Linked DNA regions of Sus scrofa: region 1 is linked to region 2. Evidence: chromatin contacts called from public HiChIP or PLAC-seq data. All regions are on one chromosome and are shown on one strand. Each heading gives the region's core, a stretch centred on a gene start, on an enhancer-like site or on the middle of the called end of the contact. The rest is flanking DNA. Distances are from core to core; before and after follow the strand shown.

Region 1 (4,900 bases), core at 506-3,005, 200 kb after region 2:
CCCCTGCCTGCCCATCCATGCCCTACCCTTACCCACAGGCTGCGCCAGTCAAACTGGTCTCCACACCCTGTCCTGCGGCCCACAGGTCCAAGCTCCAGGCCTCCACCCCCTTCTCCCCCTGTAACTCAGCGGTCTCTTCTGAGCCCCCCCCCAATCTGAATTGGTCTTAAGCCTCTTGCTGCTCAGGGAGCACTTTATCAAGGCATCTCCCTGGGGCATTTACTCTTTTCTAGCACTGGGGGCCTCCTCTCCAGCTCCCAGAGGCCCAGCCCACCCAGTACTTCCACTGGGGCCAGGGGTCTGCCTGCCTGATTAATGAGCTTCCATGGCAACCAGAGTCTGGGAGGGTGGAGGGTGGCAGATGGAAGGACAGGCAGAGGGAGGGGAATCAGCAGCTGGCCCAGCCACCCCGCCCCTGCAGAGAAGGCCTCCCAGCCAGGCGGCCTGTCCCCAGAGGCCCGGAGGGCTAGGCCTGCACCTGGCAGTCCAGCATCCAGGCAGGAAGGAGGGTCTCCTCAATGGCCCTTCAACTTTCTGGTCCCAGAACTTTCCCCTGACTTCCCCAAGCAGCCGTGCCCACCATCCAGCCACAAGTTCTGGTCTGAAGCCAGCAGGCCTCAGTTCAAATCCCACTTGCAGCCTTGTGACCAGGGGGCAAGCCACTTCCCCTCTCTGGGCACAGTTCAGATGGGCACAGTGACAACACAGAGCTAGCTCACAGCATGGATGTGAGTTTTAGCTGCCTTGAAGTCTGCCAGAGGCCTGGCAGGCAGTCAGCAACAGCTGAATACACGTGGGCCATTATTATCATTGAGTCTGACCCTAGACAGGCTCCAGCGAAGAAGCTGAGGCCCAGAGCACAGAGGAGCAAACAAGGACTGGCCCGAGGTCACCCTGCACCCCGGGGCGGAGCCCGAAGGCCCAACCCAAGCTCGGCACCGCCCAGCCTGGGCGCCTCAACCCACCCTCCCCCGCCCTCGCCGCCTCCAGGCCAAACATAGCGCCCCGCCCGGGTCTACGCCGGGGTCCAGGCAGCGCACTTGGCCCAGTGTCCCTGGTGTCCGTACCGGCGGGCGGCCGAGCGCGGGGCGCGGCGCGCTGGGGGTGGGCCGGGGCGCCTGCGGCGTGGCGAAGAGCAGCAGGTCGGGGTCGCGGGGGCCGGTGGCGGGCGCGGCGGGGCCGGCGGGGGCCGCTGGGGCGCTGGCGTCCTGCGCGGTGGAGATGATGACGATCTGCGAGGAGTCGAGCAGCCGCAGCGCGCCGGCCCCGAGCAGGGCCTCCAGCGCCGGCGCGCATGGGCCGCCCGCGGGGGCCACGGCCATGGCGCTCACGGCCCGCGCGGCCCGGGTGGCAGTCGGCGGCGGCGGCGCGGGCCCATGGCAGCAGGCCGAGGCGAGGGCTCGATCCCGCTCCGGATCCCGCTCCGCCCCCGGCCGCCGCTGCCTGCAAAGTCCCGGCCACTTTTACGCGCCAAATCCTTTTTGCCGCGAAAGAGCCACGAGCCGCCGAGCGCTGCGCCTATTGGCTGTCCTGGCTGTGACGGAGGCGACGGCGACGGCGCCCATTGGTTGCAGCGCGCCGGACCGGCGGCGGAGGGCGGGACGGGGCGGCGGCGCGAGGAAGCACCGCCAATCGCAGGATGGGGCGCGCGCAGGCTTTGTCGGGGCGGTGCCAGGCGCGTTCGCACTCCCCGCCCCTAGAGGGGACGGCCCTGTGTGGGGAGTGGTGGCCCCACCCCCTCTTCGACGCACCCCATCCTGTTGATACCCTTTAGTGGAGGCTTTTACAACAGAACGTGTGTTGTGCACAGATCGCTATCCACAGACCCCACGTGACCTCCCAGAACCCCCACCTGTGGGTGCTCCAACACCCTCAGGCCATAACTCTAGAAACTGCAAACGCAGTTTCTCTTTTCCAGGATCTCAAGCCCACCTACAAAACCCCAGCCACATCTTTCCTCAACTTGCCCCACCAATGCCATTTACTTTCAAATCCTGCGCCCACCTTATCCCTTCCACCCAGAGCACAAGCAGAAGGAGTTGCCAGAAAATGGAGAGGAATGTCTGACCCAGTACAGCTTGGGGCTTTTCTCCAAAGCCTCCTGTAGCTGGAATCGCTTCAACAACCAAAGCACAGCTTCTGCTTGAACTGATTCCTTCGTTCATTCAACAAACCTTTTTTTTTTTTTTTTTTTTTTTTTTTTGCTTTTTAGGGTACCCCCTGGAAGGTTCCCAGGCTGGGGGTCAAATCAGAGCTGTAGCTGCCAGCCAAGGCCACAGCCACAGCAACATCAGATCTGAGACCTGTCTGCCACCTACATCACTGCTCACCACAACGCTGGATCCTTAACCCACTGAGCAAGGCCAGGGATCGAACCCACAACCTCATGGTTCCTAGTCGGATTCATTTCCGCTGAGCCACTTTGGGAACCCCAACAAATGTTTTGAGAGTCTGCTCTGTGCCCCCTTCTTGACTCCTGGCCCTAAGGATCTAACAGTTTAGTGAAAGGGGCTGGAGGGAAACTGAGGTAACAAATGTTTACATATGACACAGATTTCAACTATTAAGGTAATTCCATGTTAGATTTTACAAAGGGAGGAGGTGAGTGTGCTGAGCAACCAGAGGCCACAGGACCTCCCCATCAGCCACTTCTCATTGCTCAGTTCAGCTGATTTGAGTTATATTGTCCTCTCCTCTGTGCCAGGCTTTGTGCCAGCGCTGAGGGCAGATATGTGAAAGGCTTGATAATTTCTATGAACTTGCCTGCCATCTGGTGGGGATGGGCCCATCAAAAAAAAAGTAGCTGGAGTTTCCTCTGTGGCACAATGGGATCGGTGTCATCTCTGTAGTGCCAGGATGTAGATTCTATTCCCAGCCTGGCACAGTGGATTAAAGGATCGGACTTACCACAGCTGTGGTGTAGGTTGCAACTGTGGCTCAGATCTGATTCCTGGCCTGGAACTCCATATGCCTCAGGGTGGCCAAAAGTGAAACAAACAATAAAAGGTAGCTAAGATGCAATCAAGAATGAGATCCCTTACGGATGTGATAAATTCATTGAGTAATAAAAAAATAAGATTTAGTACTAAAAATAATAATAATAATAATAAAGAATGAGATCCCTAGGCCACAGTATAAATATCACTTCTTCCAGGGAGCCCTCTGGTACTGGAGTTACTTCTTCCCTTGCCCAGCACTGACTGCACACTGGACTTCTCTATCTGCTTCCTCTTTCAACTGGGAGCTCCAGTAGGGCCTCTTCCCAACACTGGTCTGGTTCAGAGCAGGAACTGAGAGGGGTTATAAAAGAAACAGAGACTGATGCTGGAGGCCACAGAGAATGCAACGAGAAGGCCCTGGTTCCTCAAGAGTACTCCTTAAACCCCTGGTTTCAGAATCACCCGGGTACTTGCTATCTTTGGGCTCACCCCAGCCCTGCCAACTTAGAATCTAAGTACCTAGGAACCTTCATTTTCACAAGCACCCTCCCTCATTCCAGGTGATTTTTATTCATGCTCACATTTGAGAACAAACTGGTACACCTAGATAACCAAAATGTGTGGCGCTGCCTGAAATTACAGCCCCTTGAGGATACTTCTTAGCCTCAGTTTTCTCATCTGTAAAATAGACACATTGCCCTGGACCCTTCCAGGGTTGCCATGTGGATGAAAAGCGTAAGGGATCGGAAAGTGTTTCATAAACTCTGAGGTGGTTTAGGAATGCAGCAGGAGTTTCCAAAGGAATTTGTGAAATTACTCATTGCAAATCCCAGACTGTGTCAGCACTAGAGGGGACCTTAGAGACGAAGTAAGCCTCTTGCTGTACAGAAGGGAAAACTGAGGCCCATTCAGGGGTGAAGCCAGCCAGTGACAGAATCTGGCCTACACTGGATTCCCCCCACCAGGGTTGGCCTGCCTACCATCCTCCATTCCCAGATAGAGAAGCTCCTATTAGAGTGGTAGGGCTCCTTCTAAATGTCAAGCCAGGTCTTCCCTGGTGGTTCAGCAGCTTAAGGGTCCAATATTGTCACTGCTGTGGCTCAGGCCACTGCTGTGGCATGGGATCAATCCCTGGCCTGGGATTGTCCACATGCTGGGGATGTGGAAGAAAGAAAGAGAAAAAAAATAGTCAAGAAGTCAGCAACATTCCCACTCCAGTGGGAATTTCCTTCCTTCACACATTCCCAAAGGGTCTCGACAACAGTAACATTCACTTTATAAAGCCCTGTCATATCCAAAGTCATTCAACAAACACTTATCGGGCAGCTGTTATGTACCAAGCACTGTACTAGCTGCTGGAGAGGGAAGATAGATATTGCCCCATTTTATTTTATTTATTTTTTTTGAACCACTCCTGCAGCATATGGAAGTTCCCAGGCTAGGGGTCAAATTGGAGCTGCAGCTGCCAGGCTACACCATAGCCACAGCAAGCCAGGATCCAAGCCACATCTGGGACCTACAACCACAGTTCACAGTGATACCAGATCCTTAACCCACTGAGCGAGGCCAGGGATCAAACCTGCATCCTCATGGATACTAGTCGAATTCGTAACCTGCTGAGCCACAAAGGGAACTCCTTATTGCCCCATTTTATGATGAGCAAACGCCCAAAGGGCATGAGCTTGTCCAGCAGATGAAAAGGCTATCATTCAGGCTTGGCCAGGCCAAAGCCAGACGTGAGGCCTCCTCAAAGTATTCAAATACATGACCTCCCAGGTGGAGGCAGGTGCCTGCCTTCCAGCAATCCCTCCTGTGTTGCTAGAGCAGAAAGGAGTGAAGAGCAGAATTCCCAGTGTGAAGTCAAGGAAGAGATAAGGGCCTTCTGTATCTATTAATACCCACTTGAAAGCAGCAAAGGCCTGATAGATAAAGCCTCTTGGCCCCAAGCCTGACAGACCCTG
Region 2 (4,524 bases), core at 1,878-4,377:
TGTTGCAGCACAATGGGAACTCCTGTAACACTTTAAAAATGTACCAAGCACTGTTCAGCAATCTTGTCAGCTAGGTACTATCGTGAGTCATTTGCTGAGGCTTAGAAAGGTAAGATGACTTGTCCAAATCTATATAGTTGATAAGTGTCAAGCCATAATTTTTATCCAGTTTGTCTGGCCTTGGCTTGTGGACTTAGATGTAGCACAATTTTAGAGTGTACATAGTATGTAGGTATTAAGAAAAATTATTATCCAAGAAAAATACAATTATCAAAAACTTGGAAGTAAAGCAAAAGAATAACTGCATGAAATTTGAATTTGCTTTTTCAGTTAATAAATTATGTCTTGGCAAACTTTTATCATCACAAATAGATCTATCTACTTTTTAAATGTTGCATACTATTCTCTATAGTGTATTTCACTAGTTCTCTACAAAGGGCAGCAAATTCCAGTGTTGTTGTTGTTGTTGTTGTTGTTGTTTTTGCCTTTTTGCAATTTCTTGGGCTGCTCCCGCGGCATATGGAGGTTCCCAGTCTAGGGGTCGAATTGGAGCTGTAGCCCCCGGCCTACACCAGAGCCACAGCAACGCAGGATCCGAGCCGCGTCTGCAACCTACACCACAACTCACGGCAACGCCGGATCGTTAACCCACTGAGCAAGGACAGGGATCGAACTCGTGTCTTCATGGATACTAGTCCGGATCATTACTGCTGAGCCACAATGGGAGGGACAGGGACCGAATGAGCAAGGGCAGGGACCGAACCCGCAACCTCATGGTTTCTAGTTGGATTCGTTAACCACTGTGCCAAGACGGGAACTCCAAGTGTTGTTTTTTTAAATAAATAATTCTGACAAACTTTTTTCCTATGTACCTTTTTTTTTTTTTTTTGGTCTTTTTAGGGCAGCACCCATAGCATATGGAAGTTCCTAGGCTAGGGATCGAATTGGAGCTGCAGCTGTGGGCCTACACCACAGCCATAGCAATGTCAGATCCCAGCTGTGGGCCTACACCGCAGCTCAGGGCAATGCCGGATTCTTTAACCCACAGAGTGAGGCCAGGGATTGAACCCATATCCTCATGCATACTCGTCTGATTCTTAACCCACTGAGCCACAACTGGAACTCCTCCTATGCATTTTTTGTGCACATGATTGAGTGTTTCTTTGGGATGAAGACACACAAGTGAAGTTTCCAATCTAATGCATGAAATATGGCAGCTCACTGATCGGTATTTTCCTTGTTATTGGAGAGACTGAGTATGTTTTAAGAATGTTTATTCGCCATCAGATTTTCTTTTCTGCATATTGTTTATTCATTCATTCATTTTTTTTTTTTTTTGTCTTTTCTTTTTTTTTTTTGTCTTTTTGCTTTTTCTATGGCCGCTCCTGTGACATATGGAGGTTCCCAGGCTAGGGGTCGAATTGGAGCTGTAGCCGCCAGCCTACACCACAGCTCACAGCGACGCCGGATCCTTAACCCACTGAGCAAGGCCAGGGATCGAACCTGCAACCTCATGGTTCCTAGTCAGGTTCATTAACCACTGTGCCTCGACGGGAACTCCCTTGTCTTTTTTGTCTTTTCCAGGGCCTCACACATAGCATATGGAGGTTCCCAAGCTAGGGGTCTAATTGGAGCTGTTGCTGCCGGCCTCTGCCAGAGCCACAGCAATGCCAGATCCAAGCCACGTCTGCAACCTACACCACAGCTCATGGCAATGCCAGATCCTTAACACACTGAGCAATGCCAAGAATCGAACCTGCAACCTCATGGTTCCTAGTCGGATTTGTTAACCACTGAGCCACGAAGGGAACACCATGTTTATTCATTCTTTGTTTTTTTGTTTTGTTTTTTGCCATATCCGAGGCATGCAGAAGTTCTGTGGCCAGGAATATCATGCTATAGCAGTGACCTGACCCACAGCAGTGACAATACCAGATCTTTAAGACACTTAGCCACCAAGGAACTCCTCTTTGTCCATTTTTCTATCAAATTATTTTTCTTATTAGTTTTAAGGAGTTCTTTATTTTGAATATTCTTTGTTGAATATGTTGCCAATATTTTATCTCAGTCCTTTGCTTATAAAAGACAAGCAAATCAAGAGAACTTTGTTTACAGTATCTTTGTACATAGAGGAGTTTGGAATTATTAATCTCTTGCTTTAATTTTAATCCCTGTTTTTGAGACTTTGGGAGGCAGAATAGTTCAGAGTAGCTCAAAGAACTGGGTCTTAAGTCAGAGTTCCTCGCTTCCAATCCCACCTCTGCTTTTTGCTAACAATAACCAGTGGATAAGGTATTTGGTGGAAAAATCCCTTTTTGCATTTGTAGAAAAGTGAGAATGATGATATTTTTCTCTCTCATTGTGAGGATTAACTGTATGGCGTGTATAAAAATAGCTCTACATAATGATAGCCAACAATTATTAATTTTATGGAAATGACATTTTATTTTTATATTTTTATTTTTATTTTTTGCTTCTTGGGGCTTCGCCTGTGGCATATGGAAGTTCCGGCTAGGGGTTGAATAGGAGCTTCAGCTGGGGGCCTACAGCACAATCATAGCAATGCATGATCCTCTGAGCTGCGTCTGCAATTTACACCACAGCTCACGACAACACTTGCCCGATACTTAACCCATTGAGGGAGGCCGGGGATCCAACCGGCATCTTCATGAATACTAATCAGAGTTTGTTACCACTGAGCCATAATGGGAACTCCTGGAAATGGCATTTCAGACATTTGAAACACTGCAGGCCAAAAAGGGGAAGTGACTCGCCAAACGACAGGCATAAAAAACGACTAGACCTTAATCTCTACAACTCAGGTGAGGCGGTGTCCCTCCCCCCTAAGCTCCTCCCCCTAGGGCTCCGCCTCTGGGCTCCAGTCACTTTCCTCACCACAGCAGGAATCCCAGTGTCTGAAGATTGGGCCGTGCACGTGATGGGCGCGCGTGACGCAGGCGGGGCGGGACTGAGAAGCAGGATGCTCCGGGATAGGGTGGTAGGTTCGCGCGGAAGGGGCGGGGCAGGTCAGGGGGTTGGAGTTTAGTGGGAACTCGTCTTGGGGCCGGGCTTCCGCGTGCGTTGGCCTGGCAGGCGAGAGCGCGCGGCGGGGCGTGCCAGGCGAACGGGGCGGGGCCATCTGGGGGGCGGGGCGGCGCGCGGCCTAACGGTGGCGTTGGCGGCGGCAGCAGCGGCGGCTCTGGGGTTGGAGAGCTTGGCGGCTTCAGGTCCCGCGGAGGCTCCTGCGAGGGACCCGGGCCGCCGGTGGAGGCGGAGGCGCTTGGCGTTGGCGCTCGGCGATGGTGGGCGTCCCCGGAGCGGCCGCCTTCCAGCGTAAGCGGGGCGGGAAGGCGGGCGGCTGAGGGGGGCGTGTGAGGGGCCTGCGGCTCCACAAGCGCGAGCTCCCGGGAGGCCCCCAGCGCGAGGCCGGGGTGGTAAACTGAGGCCCCAAGAAGGGCGGCAGATCCAAGGTCATGAGGCAGGCCGGGCCTTCCTGGGCTCCCGTGGCCGCCCGAGCGTCTCCTGCACTGCTCGAGGGCTCGGAGCTCATGGACTGAGCGAATCTGTGGGGACCGCGGCCTCGCAGCCGCGGCCGGGCTGGCGTCCATCGAACTTGCCCGCGGACAAGGATTGTTTTGTTCTCCCGGCTCCGGGGCCACAAAGTCCGACCCTGGAGAAGTAGTACACACGCCCAATTTCGAGGGGTGTGTGGCGGATGGTATAGGAAGCGAGGATGTTGCCTCCGAGGGGCCTGTTGAGTGCCGACTCAGGGGTTGGTCTGCCTGGGTTTCCATCCCGGTTCCCCCACTCACAGGCTGTGACCTTGGGTCTCTTCGAGCCTCGATTTCCCCTTCTGCAAAATGAAGATGTAAAGAGCATCTTCAGCCCCTCCCTACCCCAGTTGTGGGTTTTGTGTGTCCAAGTGGGAGGCTTGGCATGGACTTTAGCACATACACAAGTGTGGAAATTGTCATTACTATAATCGCTAATAAACCTCGTCCAGGGTGAACCTCACTTGGAAAAGCTTTAGATTGGTCTCTGGTTTTTTGTTTGTGTGAGATTTTAATTTTGTCTTTGGTTAGTCCTGCTTTATGATCCAATTGCTTTTCTTACCTCCATTTTTCCTTTTTAGCATTTATCTACTGTTCCTCCTAGAATCATAAGATCTTTGGGGGCGGGGTGGGTCTCTTAATAACAACGATAAAATTTTAATTGTTTCTTGTTACAGTAGCAATAATAGCCAACATTTTTTTTTGAGCAGTAGGCTTTTTGCATTCTATTCATTTAATATTTATTAAATCATCTATTAAGTAAAAAGTACCATTTTGGCTCTGGGAATATAGGAACAACTAGATAGACCAAACTCAAGCTTCGAGTTTATTTGGGAGGAGGGGGAAGAGACATGTTAAATGGGGAAACAAATCCATTTTGCATGTTTTTTTTCTTTAATCCTGATTATGGTATAAATAAGAGTTAAGTATTTGTGTAAGCCCATTTTGTAGAGGATGACACTGAGGAACAGAA

The links. HiChIP or PLAC-seq counts read pairs in DNA pulled down with a chosen protein or histone mark.
Region 1: an H3K27ac HiChIP or PLAC-seq map of alveolar macrophages shows a contact between it and region 2. The contact joins the promoter of E2F1 here to the promoter of CBFA2T2 in region 2. A contact is called at or near these places in 1 of 47 Hi-C or Micro-C datasets (heart right ventricle) and 1 of 2 datasets of contacts at active chromatin or transcription factors (alveolar macrophages).

What each region holds. Positions count from the first base shown.
Region 1 is chr17:37,188,363-37,193,262 of Sscrofa11.1, forward strand. It overlaps E2F1 (transcription factor E2F1), which reads right to left and starts at 1,756. Exons shown (of 9, transcript XM_021077692.1): 1 at 1,752-1,756; 2 at 1,585-1,696; 3 at 1,068-1,460. The coding sequence starts at 1,756.
Region 2 is chr17:36,986,948-36,991,471 of Sscrofa11.1, forward strand. CBFA2T2 (protein CBFA2T2) reads left to right here and starts at 3,128. Exons shown (of 11, transcript XM_021078106.1): 1 at 3,128-3,333. The coding sequence starts at 3,300.